3 separate regions of the Sus scrofa genome follow, and regions 2 and 3 are each linked to region 1. The links are chromatin contacts, called in public Hi-C and HiChIP or PLAC-seq maps. All regions are on one chromosome and are shown on one strand. The core of a region is the stretch at or near the end of the contact, and the rest is flanking DNA. Distances in the headings are between cores, read along the strand shown.

Evidence for each region. A called contact is a pair of places that touch in the nucleus more often than the background predicts. HiChIP or PLAC-seq counts read pairs in DNA pulled down with a chosen protein or histone mark.
Region 2: a Hi-C map of liver shows a contact between it and region 1, with 3 times the contacts expected there. The contact joins the promoter of EFCAB11 here to the enhancer-like site in region 1. A contact is called at or near these places in 5 of 47 Hi-C or Micro-C datasets (embryonic fibroblasts, liver, mesenteric adipose tissue and 2 more) and 1 of 2 datasets of contacts at active chromatin or transcription factors (alveolar macrophages).
Region 3: an H3K27ac HiChIP or PLAC-seq map of skeletal muscle shows a contact between it and region 1, with 12 times the contacts expected there. The contact joins two enhancer-like sites. A contact is called at or near these places in 2 of 47 Hi-C or Micro-C datasets (liver and retroperitoneal adipose tissue) and 1 of 2 datasets of contacts at active chromatin or transcription factors (skeletal muscle).

What each region holds. Positions count from the first base shown.
Region 1 is chr7:110,949,384-110,952,871 of Sscrofa11.1, reverse strand. No RefSeq gene overlaps it. Among named protein-coding and RNA genes, the nearest start is that of TTC8, 220 kb to the right of the region's middle. Within about 2 kb of position 1,916, at least 30 of the 83 cell types and tissues checked have an H3K27ac peak or open chromatin away from gene starts, as enhancers often do. A contact at or near this core is called in liver, mesenteric adipose tissue, retroperitoneal adipose tissue and 2 more, where this site is marked.
Region 2 is chr7:111,764,456-111,767,943 of Sscrofa11.1, reverse strand. It overlaps EFCAB11 (EF-hand calcium-binding domain-containing protein 11), which reads left to right and starts at 1,687. Exons shown (of 8, transcript XM_021099597.1): 1 at 1,687-1,897; 2 at 2,443-2,538. The coding sequence starts at 1,823. TDP1 (tyrosyl-DNA phosphodiesterase 1) reads right to left here and starts at 850. Exons shown (of 17, transcript XM_005666389.3): 1 at 400-850.
Region 3 is chr7:111,535,056-111,538,543 of Sscrofa11.1, reverse strand. No RefSeq gene overlaps it. Among named protein-coding and RNA genes, the nearest start is that of FOXN3, 200 kb to the right of the region's middle. Within about 2 kb of position 1,988, at least 76 of the 83 cell types and tissues checked have an H3K27ac peak or open chromatin away from gene starts, as enhancers often do. A contact at or near this core is called in liver, retroperitoneal adipose tissue and skeletal muscle, where this site is marked.

The DNA of each region.
Region 1 (3,488 bases), core at 667-3,166:
TCTTAGTTGCTGTAACTTTGAAGTAAGTCTGACCTCTAATAAGGCAAGTCTCCCCATTTGTGGGTTGGCTTCTCTTGGTCTCTTGCTTTTTTACATAAATTTTAGAAACAGCTCAACAAATGCCATGATAAAACCTGTTGGGATGTTGATTAGAACTGCATTGTGGGGAGTTCCCATTGTGGCTCAGTGGTTAACGAATCCGACTGGGAACCATGAGGTTGCGGGTTTGATCCCTGGCCTTGCTCAGTGGGTTAAAGATACGGCGTTGCCGTGAGCTGTGGTGTAGGTTGCAGACGCGGCTCGGATCCCGTGTTGCTGTGGCTCTGGCGTAAGTTGGTGGCTGCAGCTCCGATTGGACCCCTGGCCTGGGAACCTCCATGTGCCATGGAAGCGGGCCAAGAAATGGCAAAAAAGACAAAAAAAAAAAAAAAAAAAGAACTGCATTGTGTCTATAGACTGTATATATCCTTCAATAACAGCTTATAATTTTTTCAGGAAAGACTTACAAGTCTTTGGTTAGATCTACCCCTAGGTGGCGCTCTCTTGCACACGTTCTCATCTGTAAGGTAACATTCACCGGTTCCAGAGATTAGTATGGGGACATCTTCGGGATCCATTCTTCAGGTTACCATTCTTGGCATGCATTTGATTAAACCATATGTATTTGAAGTGGAAAAAAAAAAGTTGAATATTGGCAAGTCCGTAGTATTCAACCTAAAGTTTCCCAATATGCAAGAGTTACTGTTAATACTAAAAAACAAAGAGGAGATGATTTTACCATAAACTACCAGCTCTAGGCCTGTCCCTGTTGCTTTAGGAATAGTTAGACAACTTTCAGCAGAGTCCTGGCACTTTAGGGCTCTCTGTGACACAATCCTGGAAGCATAGGTAGGTCGCCCTGTCATGGAAGAGGGGTTGCTCAAAGGCGTCAGGAAGGTCTTCTTCCCACAGAGGAAGGGAAGCCCTCTGCCCAGATACCGGATCCTCTACCCCGCACAGCACAATCACTCTTTTGAGAAAAAGCAGCTCCAAAAGTCTTCTGTGTTGTAAACATGTGTGAAGCAGGAACAATGTTTGTGGCAGAGCTGAGCACTGCCCTAGTGGAACCTGCAGTCAAAGGAAAAAAGTCAGTGATACTGATGCTGTCTTCCTTTAAACTTTTATTCACCATGACTCTTTTTTTCATTAATTGGCATTAAAGATATTGCAAAAATATGATTTATTTTGATGACTGATTTGGGGGGCACCCCCCTTGAACTTTGCACCTTTGACTTCACTGTCCTGAACTTAACCCCCACTCTGGTCTGTAGGTCTCTCTTGGAAGCTATTTTCGCTAATGAGAGGATGGACACTCCTAGCAAAAGTTCAAACTTTATCTGTAGAGGAAAAACACATGGCAATTGGGATTTACTGAGACGGCAGGAAAGGCGGGCCATCTCGCAACCTCGAAACCGCCCATGGTTCAAGTGACTCTCTTTGCTACCAATTGCCTTCTCCAAGTGAGAAAGAATAAACTAATTTCATACCTATTCAGTCCAATAAAGTGCATTGTCCTACCTCTACCTCCAGTGATAAGAGACAGGAACAGTGCACTTCCCATTGCTAAGCAACAGTCAAAACAGCCCGTGGCATCTGTGCAGGCTGACCAAGCTGATAGGAATCAGTGTCTAAAGTTCTTGTTTGCATTTTGAAGTCAACAATCATTGCTGTTCTCTATTAGTGTTCATTAAGTTGGTTTATGGCTGGACCAACTCCAATCTCCACTTGGTGATTTGAATGCCTTGTCCTCCTAGGGAAAGAAATATTTGGCAATAAAAACCCTGGGCTCCTTTCCTCTGCTCATTTCCCCTGGATAGGCTGGGAAACTGTGGTCACCATCCGTTGTTCTCTGGCCCGGGAGAACAAAGCCTCTGTTGAAGGTTCTGGAAGAATGGGGTGGAGAACGGGGTGGAGAAGAAGGCTCTGCTCGGCCGCAAGCTGGCCTCCATCCACTCCACCCTGAAAGTAGGCCAGTGGAGCAGAAGTCTCTTGTGTGAAATGAGCTGGGGCTGAGAGTACTGCCCTGCTGCCCCAACGCCAGCACTAAAGTTTCGAAAGAACCTTCTGAGCCTCCTTCATGGACTGGTGCCAGAAAGGGACACTACCCGGGGACCTGATTAGCTCCTGCCTCCCTGGCCTGGGAGTGGGTCAAACAGTGGCTCCAGTGTAATGGTAGAAAGTTCCATCCAGCTTGAAAGAGCCGCCCTTGGATGCTATTTCCCAGGTGTTGACTCACCCTGGGGATGGCTGACAGGCTGCCAGCCCCACAGAGGAGCCCGCCTGCCACCTTATGTAACCTTCCCTTCGTCCCCAGCTCTCAGGAGCCAGGTCAGCTCTGAAAATAAAACCAGCAAACAACTTAGAGCAATTAACAAGGATGTCGTGCTTCTTCCTCAACTCCAATCCCAAACCCCGTTCCACTTCCAGCACTTTCCAGAGCGGAAGAGTGGCTCCTGGCCAGCATATCATGTTTTCCCTGCTCTACCGGTGAGAATTTCTCAGGGCCGAGCTGGATAACAAGCCTGTGTGCACCCCCTAGTGTACACAGGAGCCCAGCGCCACGCAAAGTCTTGTCTGGATGAGGCTGGGCCTGGCCAGTGGGACTGTAGAGGTTTGTGAGTGGGTGGGGCTGCAGGGCCTAATTCCACAAGGTCTGGGTCAGGTAAGAGGGAACCATGTTTACACACCTGATTCAGTTCATGACCCAGCAAATTGTCCTTCTTGCGTTCTCGGCCCTGTTTTCTTCTGATTCGCATCTCTTCTCTGCTGGCTAGGAAGCTTTCTGTGCCTCCCTGACTGGGGGGACGTGAGGATCTAGCGTCAAAGTCCCGTCATCTCCTTGAGAAGATGTAGCATGGCCTTGGCTTGTGGTTAATACGTGTGGAAGCCTCGTTGTTGTAAGATTAGAAAGTAATCTAGTAGTTTCTCTAAGAAACTCTGAAAGTCCAAAGTCATTTGTTTTGCCCTGATTCCCAAATAGCACACAAGCTGCGGAAGGCTGAGAAGATCCAAACAGCCCGTTCATTTTCTCATCATTCTGTTGATCTTTCTCTGAAAGATGCAGAAGAGAGTTTAGGTAAACGTGAAAAAGAATCCGTTCTCAGTATAAGCCAAGGTAGTATGGGCACGGGAATGTGATGTGGGTAGCAAGAACCATGGGAATCTGGAATTCCTGTTGTGGCTCAGTGGTGATGAACCCAACTAGTGTCCATGAGGATGAGGGTTTGATCCATGGCCTCACTCAGTAGGTTAAGGGATCCACTGTTGCTGTGAGCTGTGGTGTAGGTCTCAGAGGTGGCTTGGATCCAGTGCTGCTGTGGCTGTGGTGTAGGACGGCAGCTGCAGCTCTGATTCGCCCCCTACCCCGGGGACTTCCATATGCCACAAGTGCGGCCCCAAAAAGCAAAATGTTTTGCTCAGGGAAAAAAAAAAACAAAAACTGCAAAACA
Region 2 (3,488 bases), core at 438-2,937, 820 kb before region 1:
GATGAAACTGGACACAGAAAATCTAAGTGCCTGGCATAGAGTAAGCGCCCAACATGCTAGCTGCCGAGACCATCCACCAGCTACGTGGAGAAGCTGAAATTGCAATCGGCGGAGGGGGACTCCCGCTGGCTGGACCCCGGTCTCGGCAGGACCAAGTGCTCGCGCCAAAGAGGCACTATTAGTGGAGAAAGCCGAGGCCCAAGAGGAGACCCTACCTAGTGTCTTTACAAGATGCTCCGCTCCCCTCGGGATCCGCCTCCAGCCCCACCAGGCACTGAAGAATTCGCGAAACCCGGCTGCCCGCGCACCAGGCCAGAAGGAGCAGAACCACGAGCCCGGTTCCCGCAGCCACCCGGGACCCACCAGAGGCCGCGGAACCCACAGCCTCCATACACGCACCTGAAGCCCCCAGAGCGCGCAGCCGCCTGAGCCCCCGCCCCTTTGCAGCCGCTCGCGCCTGCGCGCAGTTCGAACCCTCCGGGCCGCGGCGCGGGTCTCGTGGCCCTGCCCCTTCCCCTTCCGGGCCGTCCACCACCGGGTCCTAAAGCCCGCTGGATCCCGAGAGGTTGCAGGGGGCTTCCTCAGGAAGGGGCGGAGAGACCTGCCCTCCCCTAGGTCTCCTCTTACTTCCCGGCCACGTCTCCTAAAAGGGGGAGACAGAGAAAGAAGTGTTTCCCCCAGTTCTTCGTTGGTTAATTAGCAAAACTCATCCCCTCTGCAGGAATTCTCGTAGCCTCAGGTTGCCGGATCTCGAGGCAGAGAGGTTTATTTTAAAGGCAGCGAGAGGCTCTCAAGGTTCAAGGAAGGGAATGGCTGAGACCGGTGTCCTGGGAGGAGCGGGCTCTCCTGGGGCGCAGACTGTAAAACCTGCTGTAAAATAAAAGGTTAAATGAGCTCCCTCAGGCTCAACCTCGAATGCCTGTTTTTTCGCAGACACAGGCGTGTCTGCTTCTGTGTGTGTGTGTGTGTGTGTGTGTGTGTGTGTGTTTGAGTGTGAGTGTTGTGGGGGGGTTGTTTTTTTAATCTGATTAAACCGATTTACCAGGAGAGGGGGCTGAAGTAACTCCTTTGCAAAATGGAACCCTCGCCAAATTCCTTGCCTTTGATAAGGATATTAGCTCTGGCATTTGAGCTCAATGGTGTTTTTTATTAATTATTCTCGGAGTTTTCTTCAAACCAGGCGCCTCTCCTAGAGGACTGAATTGAATAACTTTGGTTCGTTTACTGAATGTCTGCTTTGTGCCAGGCACTATGCTCCAGCGCTAGGGTCATCCAGAAGAACAGAACAGACAAACTAGCTACCCCGAAGGGCTCGACCCCAATGACTTGCTGATCTGCACGTGAATCTTGGACTTGACTTGTTTGGATTGGCTCCTTTTACCTTCTTTTTGTGTCTCCTATAATGTTTAGCATAGCGTCATTGAGAAAAATTATCGAAAGTAATTTACTGCAAGGTATGGAGGCAGAAGATGAAAATAATCATGCAGGATACGCTGAAACACTACCTAGCTGAGCTGGGTCCCCAGTCGCGCGCCAAGAGTTAAGGGGACAAGAGGGGCGGAGCCAAGGCTAGAAGCCGGCCTGGAGCCTCTCCGCCATAGGCTGTTCCAAGGAAACGTTATTAAACAAAACCTCTGGCCAATAGAACTGCGGGATCAACGCCGGTGGCTCGCAAGATGTCCAATAGGAGAAGAGGTTGGAGGTGCCCTGAAAAGTTCAGCTTCCTGAACTGCGGTGGGCTTGGCAAGCGATCTCCGATAAAGAGGGCTCTGGCCTCGGAGGTCGTGGATTCACCTCTCTGGACTTGAGTGTGGCAGTCGCGATGTTTTTATCCCAGGCTGGGGCCCAGCCGCGGATGTGGGAAGCCAGCCCTTCGGAACACAAGAAATGGGTGGAAGTAGGTGTCCAGAGGGCTGAGTCTCGGACTTTAACTGGACCTGGGGCTCTCACTTCCATCACCCCGCCTGGCCCTATCTCGGCCGGGTTGCACAGATAAGGACTGTGTCTTGGTTAATGGCTGAGCCTAGGGCTGCAAGCCTTCTGGATCCCGGTCCAGTGTTCTAGCTACTTCCAAGTTCCTTGTTTTCCTTGTGACATCGTCTATTTGTGATAAACCTGTAATCTGCATCTCTCCTCCCGCCTTTCAAAGCCAGTCGCTTGGCCTCACCTTCCTTAATCCAGGATTTACTTCGGGTTAGAATTTATGCCAGGGGTTTAAAGGAATTAATCTAGCGATTAAGTCGTTTGCACTTTTTGGCGGGTAAATTTTAGCGCATCCTTAAGATTTCTTGAGAATTAAAATTAGGTAATGAAATTCCATTTCTGAGCCCTACTCCTCGGCTGAGTTTTAGATTTGGGAGGTCTAACTTAATATGTAAGTAATAAAAATAATAGAAGAAATAGTTTCTGCCTTATTAACTAAAGATATTTAATGTTCTTTAGGTATTTAAAGCATGCGATGAAGATAACAAAGGCTATCTAAGCAGAGAGGACTTTAAAGTTGCTATTGTAATGCTGTTTGGTTACAAGCCCTCCAAGGTAGAGCTTTCTTTTGTATTTGGGGCTGGGGCAGACAATGCAGTAGTGGGTGGATTCTAAATAATGTGCGGAGGGCCAGCTTGGGATGTTTATAAAGCAAACTGCTGCCTTCTGAATAATTTCAGAGATGTATCCAGTGCTATATTTTTCTTTCTTCTTAGGAACCCAACTCAGGGATGAATTAGAATCCATTAAGACTAAGTCACCACCAAGCTGCTAATTATAATAAGTATGAGATTCTTCTGGTGGTTTTAAGAGGGAAGCATGGGAGGGGGATGTTGGTAACAGGAGAAATTCTCAAAGGACGTGACATGCAGGGTTTTTGTTTTTTGTTTTCTTAAGTTAAAAAAATGCTCCGTTTAAATTATAAAAACAATGCATTTAATAGTCAAAAAATTAAAACAGTCCAGAAAAGTATAAAAGCCCCTTCCTACCTACCAAAGGGTCGCACTCCACAGGAGTTAGCTTTATTGAATTTGTGTATCATTCCCAAGTGTCGCATGCATGACAAGCATGCCTAGCATTCCATTGGAAACATAAGTGGGTGCAGAGTGTGCTAATTTTATTTTATCTTGCTTTTTTTAACTTAACCACAGAAGAGCATAAAAGCACTCCCCATCACATTTTACAAAATAATTGCTTAGTATTTTCTTTAGCTAGTTTCCTTATTTTGTTCATTTTTGACTGTCCATTATTTTTCATTTCTACAAATACTGTTGCAAGGAGCATTCTTTTATAACTATATCTCTGCTTGGGGATGTCTATCTGTGGAACAAATTCCTAGAAATACAAGTGCTGGGTGCATTTCAAACTTTGTTGGGCATTGCTCTGTAGGAAAGGTTGCACTGATTAAGGAGAGTTGAGCTGAACTTCCCATATAGTACATTTAGTAGGACAGGTCCGTTCCCCCCCCCCCCCCCCCCCCCCCCCCCCCCGCTGCTCTTCTTATC
Region 3 (3,488 bases), core at 739-3,238, 590 kb before region 1:
TCAGGGACCTTTTTTGTTAACGCATCCTTCCTGTCCTCACAACCCCAGGGCATTGGGCCTAGAGGTTCATGCCAGGGAACACAGAGGAAGAGTCCCACTAAACTTAAAAACTACTGCTGCAGTCCTCTTATTTTGGACTCTCTGTGGGCAGAGAAATCTATGATCATGCTGGCAGAGGCAACTGACCCTGATCATCACGGGAAGGCAGGGCTGCTGTTACATAACCAGGGGAGGAATACGTATGGCACTCAGCTGATCTGCCAGAGTGTCTCTTGCTACTTCCAAGCCCAGTTTTAACTCAAAATAGGCAGTGACAGCAACCACTTCCTAAAAGAGACCTGGCAGCAAGGAGCTCAGCCCCCTAAGTGTGAAAATTGCGGCCCCTCCAGGCAACCCCCCTAGACTAGCAAAAGGGCTAGTGGAGGATGAGGGGAATACAGAATAGATGGTAAAGAAGAGAGATGACGATTTTTAGTTATAACCTTGGGACCAGCTGCAGGGGCAAGAGCTATAGTTTGTCCCACTAGATTTGTGACCAGTTAGAATCTTGAATAAGCTGGGACAAGATGGAAACTTAACCAGGGAACATGTGAATCTGAATGCTGCAAGGGGTGGACTGTAGTGTATGCTTTTGGTACTTTGCCCAAACCCTCTCAGACCCCCTTTACTTGTTCACCGTCCCCATCCTCTAGCTTCCGGGTGCTTCTCTCCTAATGGCTCACACCTCCAGCCTTCAAAGAACTACCCTTAATCTATTAGAGTCCCTTCACCTAGACTCACCCTGGAAGTGTTGGGTGTTCAGGAAGGCCCATCGCCAGGGGCTGGTAAGAGCAGGGGTGTAAAAACCCAGCTCCCTTGCTTCAGGGCCGAGCAACTCTCTGTGTAATTTGTGCCCCACAGCTGCCTCTGGATCAAGCTGAGGCTGGAACTTGACCTTACATTCCTGCCTTGCTTGCCTTATCCTCCTGCCCTATTCTGCTTCCCTTATTTGTGTCTTCTGGAAGCTTGTCCTTAATAAATTACTTGCACAATCAAGAATCAAGACAAAACAAGACAGTTTCCTAATAGCAAATAAACTCTCTGTGCACAGGCCCTGTTTGGGGGGGGGAAATCTTTTAATCTCCCACAATACGTAGCCCACCATGGGATACACACAACAAGTTGATCTGGATTTTGGCAAATTCTTTGGTTTAGATTCTCTTCCTTTAGTAAGAATCTGAGAACCCTAAGTTGCAACTCCCTTGCTACATTACAGACTGGGACATCTGTAAATTATCGATGATAAATCAGTGTAAACTCTATGTGCCAGGTTTTCTGGACAACCTCGATTTCAGCTTCTCCATCTCCTTGTCAGACCATTTCCAGACAGCGTGTCCCAGTTGGTGTGTTGGTTGGATGGCAAAGGACGGGACGATGTGCTAGCCAAGAGGCAGCTGACGGAGGACACTTAACTATTTAAAAAAAAAGCAGGGACCTTGAAGTTAAGCAAGACTGGACATCAAATTCTGGCTCCACGCCAACCGGTTCTCCGACCGTAGCCACATTTTATTCATGTTCAAATGAAGGTACTAGCTCCTGCTTCACAGCACAGAAAATGAGTTCATGTATGCCAAGTGCTTAACATTGCTCCTCGACCTAGTAAAGCTCAAAAAAGGGTTCCTTTCAGAAGGCGGATAAAGGTCCTCAGCGGAGTTTGGGGACGTCACTGTCCTTACACAGCCAGTCCCGGGAGAGGCAATGCCGAAGTGTTTCCGTTCATTTCTCCTCTGCGGGCACAGGACACAAGCCAAATGAAGAGAGGACGTCTTCCCGGCCGGAAGGGTCGACCTCAAAGGAGGACGGCCCGGGCCCTGGGCCACCATGTAGCTCCTCGCCCGCCGCTCCGACCCTCCCCCACTTCCCTCCGGGCTGGGCTGAAGTAGGTGAAGGGTGGAAGCCTAGAGACTGCGCCGCGGAGGCGGAAGGCCGCCGCCGGTTTCCTAGCAACGGCCGCCCCGCCCCATCCCACCCTGCGTGGCGCGGCGGCGCCGGGAAGCGGGGGGCGGGCCGCCGTTGCTATGGTAGCGCGTCCGCCCCGCCGGACGCCGGCGGAACCTGCAGGAAGCTAGGGCTCTGGGCCCCGCGTGAGCTGCGGGGCGACCTTCCCCCACCCCACCGCCAGCTCCAGCTTCGGTCCGGCGGGGACCTGCGCCATCTGTAAGCGTGGCCGCCGGGCTGCAAGGCCGCTTGGTCCCCACTCGCTTCCCAGCCGCCTGGGCCAGCTAACGGCCTGGCTGTCTCGTGAGGACAGAGTTGGTCATCCGGGCCAGGTCTAGGCTGAATTAACTGTTTTGGAATTTCATTGGACCTTTTTTCCTCTACCGTTGCAAGAGACACGTACATGTGTGTACACACACACACACACACACACCCAGGGTCCCGTTCTTTTCTATCAAGTGTTTCACCTGAAGGATCTTTAATCTTGGAAAGAGAATATGCAGAAAACAGAGCGGCTTCCAAAATTAGCCTTTTAAAACGACACTACAAATAAGTATCATATTTCATGAGGCCCATTTTTAAACTGAAAATGCCCATGGCTGGAAGGGTATTCTGGATTCTGGACTTGAATTTGCATTCTTCTGAATTCCTCTCTGCAATGATCTGCGTTTGGGCAATTCAGTTGTGGGGTATTAAATTTAAACGTATTCGCCTCTAGCTAGTGTTGTGTGTTCTGATTGCTCTGTTAAAGGACCCACTCACAGAAACAAAGCCACATGCTTCTCAGTCATCCTCCGGCTCGGCTAGAGAGTATTTTTAAAAGGGGCGGAGTCAGCCACGTGTTTGTGAGTTTAATCAAATTGACAAGGGCTCTGAGCGAGAAAAGCTTGCTATCTAATGGCAAGACAGCGTTAGGTACATAGAGATGTGTTCTTTTTGGACTTATTTGAATTAGAGCTTTTCAAACAGAATCTTCTCTTGCATATATTTTTCTCGATATGCTGCAACTGGAAAATTTAAATCAAAAATCCTATTTCGTATATTCATTTTTATGGTAAATGTGTCTAGGCTGAGATTACGCATTTTCCTGATCAACGAGGAAATGCGCCGCAATCACTGTGAATTGAGCACCTTGCTGATTGAGCAACACTTGAACCTGGAGGCAAGAACGATCATAATCTCAGAATGAGAATCCTCCACAGTATATTTCACAAGCGTATTCACAGCTAACCTTTTTCTACCCTAAAGGATCATTCACTTGGAACTTTTTTATTTTGCATTTTGCCGGAATGCTTCATCTCTTAGAAAGCCACTTTCACATACTTTTTCACTTGGAAATGTAATTGTGTTGGGCAAATGATCATATAATTTATATTTGTGTGTAAATATGTGTGTTTCTGTATTTTTCCCTGGTGTCAAAACAGAACTTTTATTTCACATGGTGAAGAGTAGAGGATAAATTCTGAAAGCTAGATCAAGGATCTGAAAATAATGGTTTTATGTTTAGCACT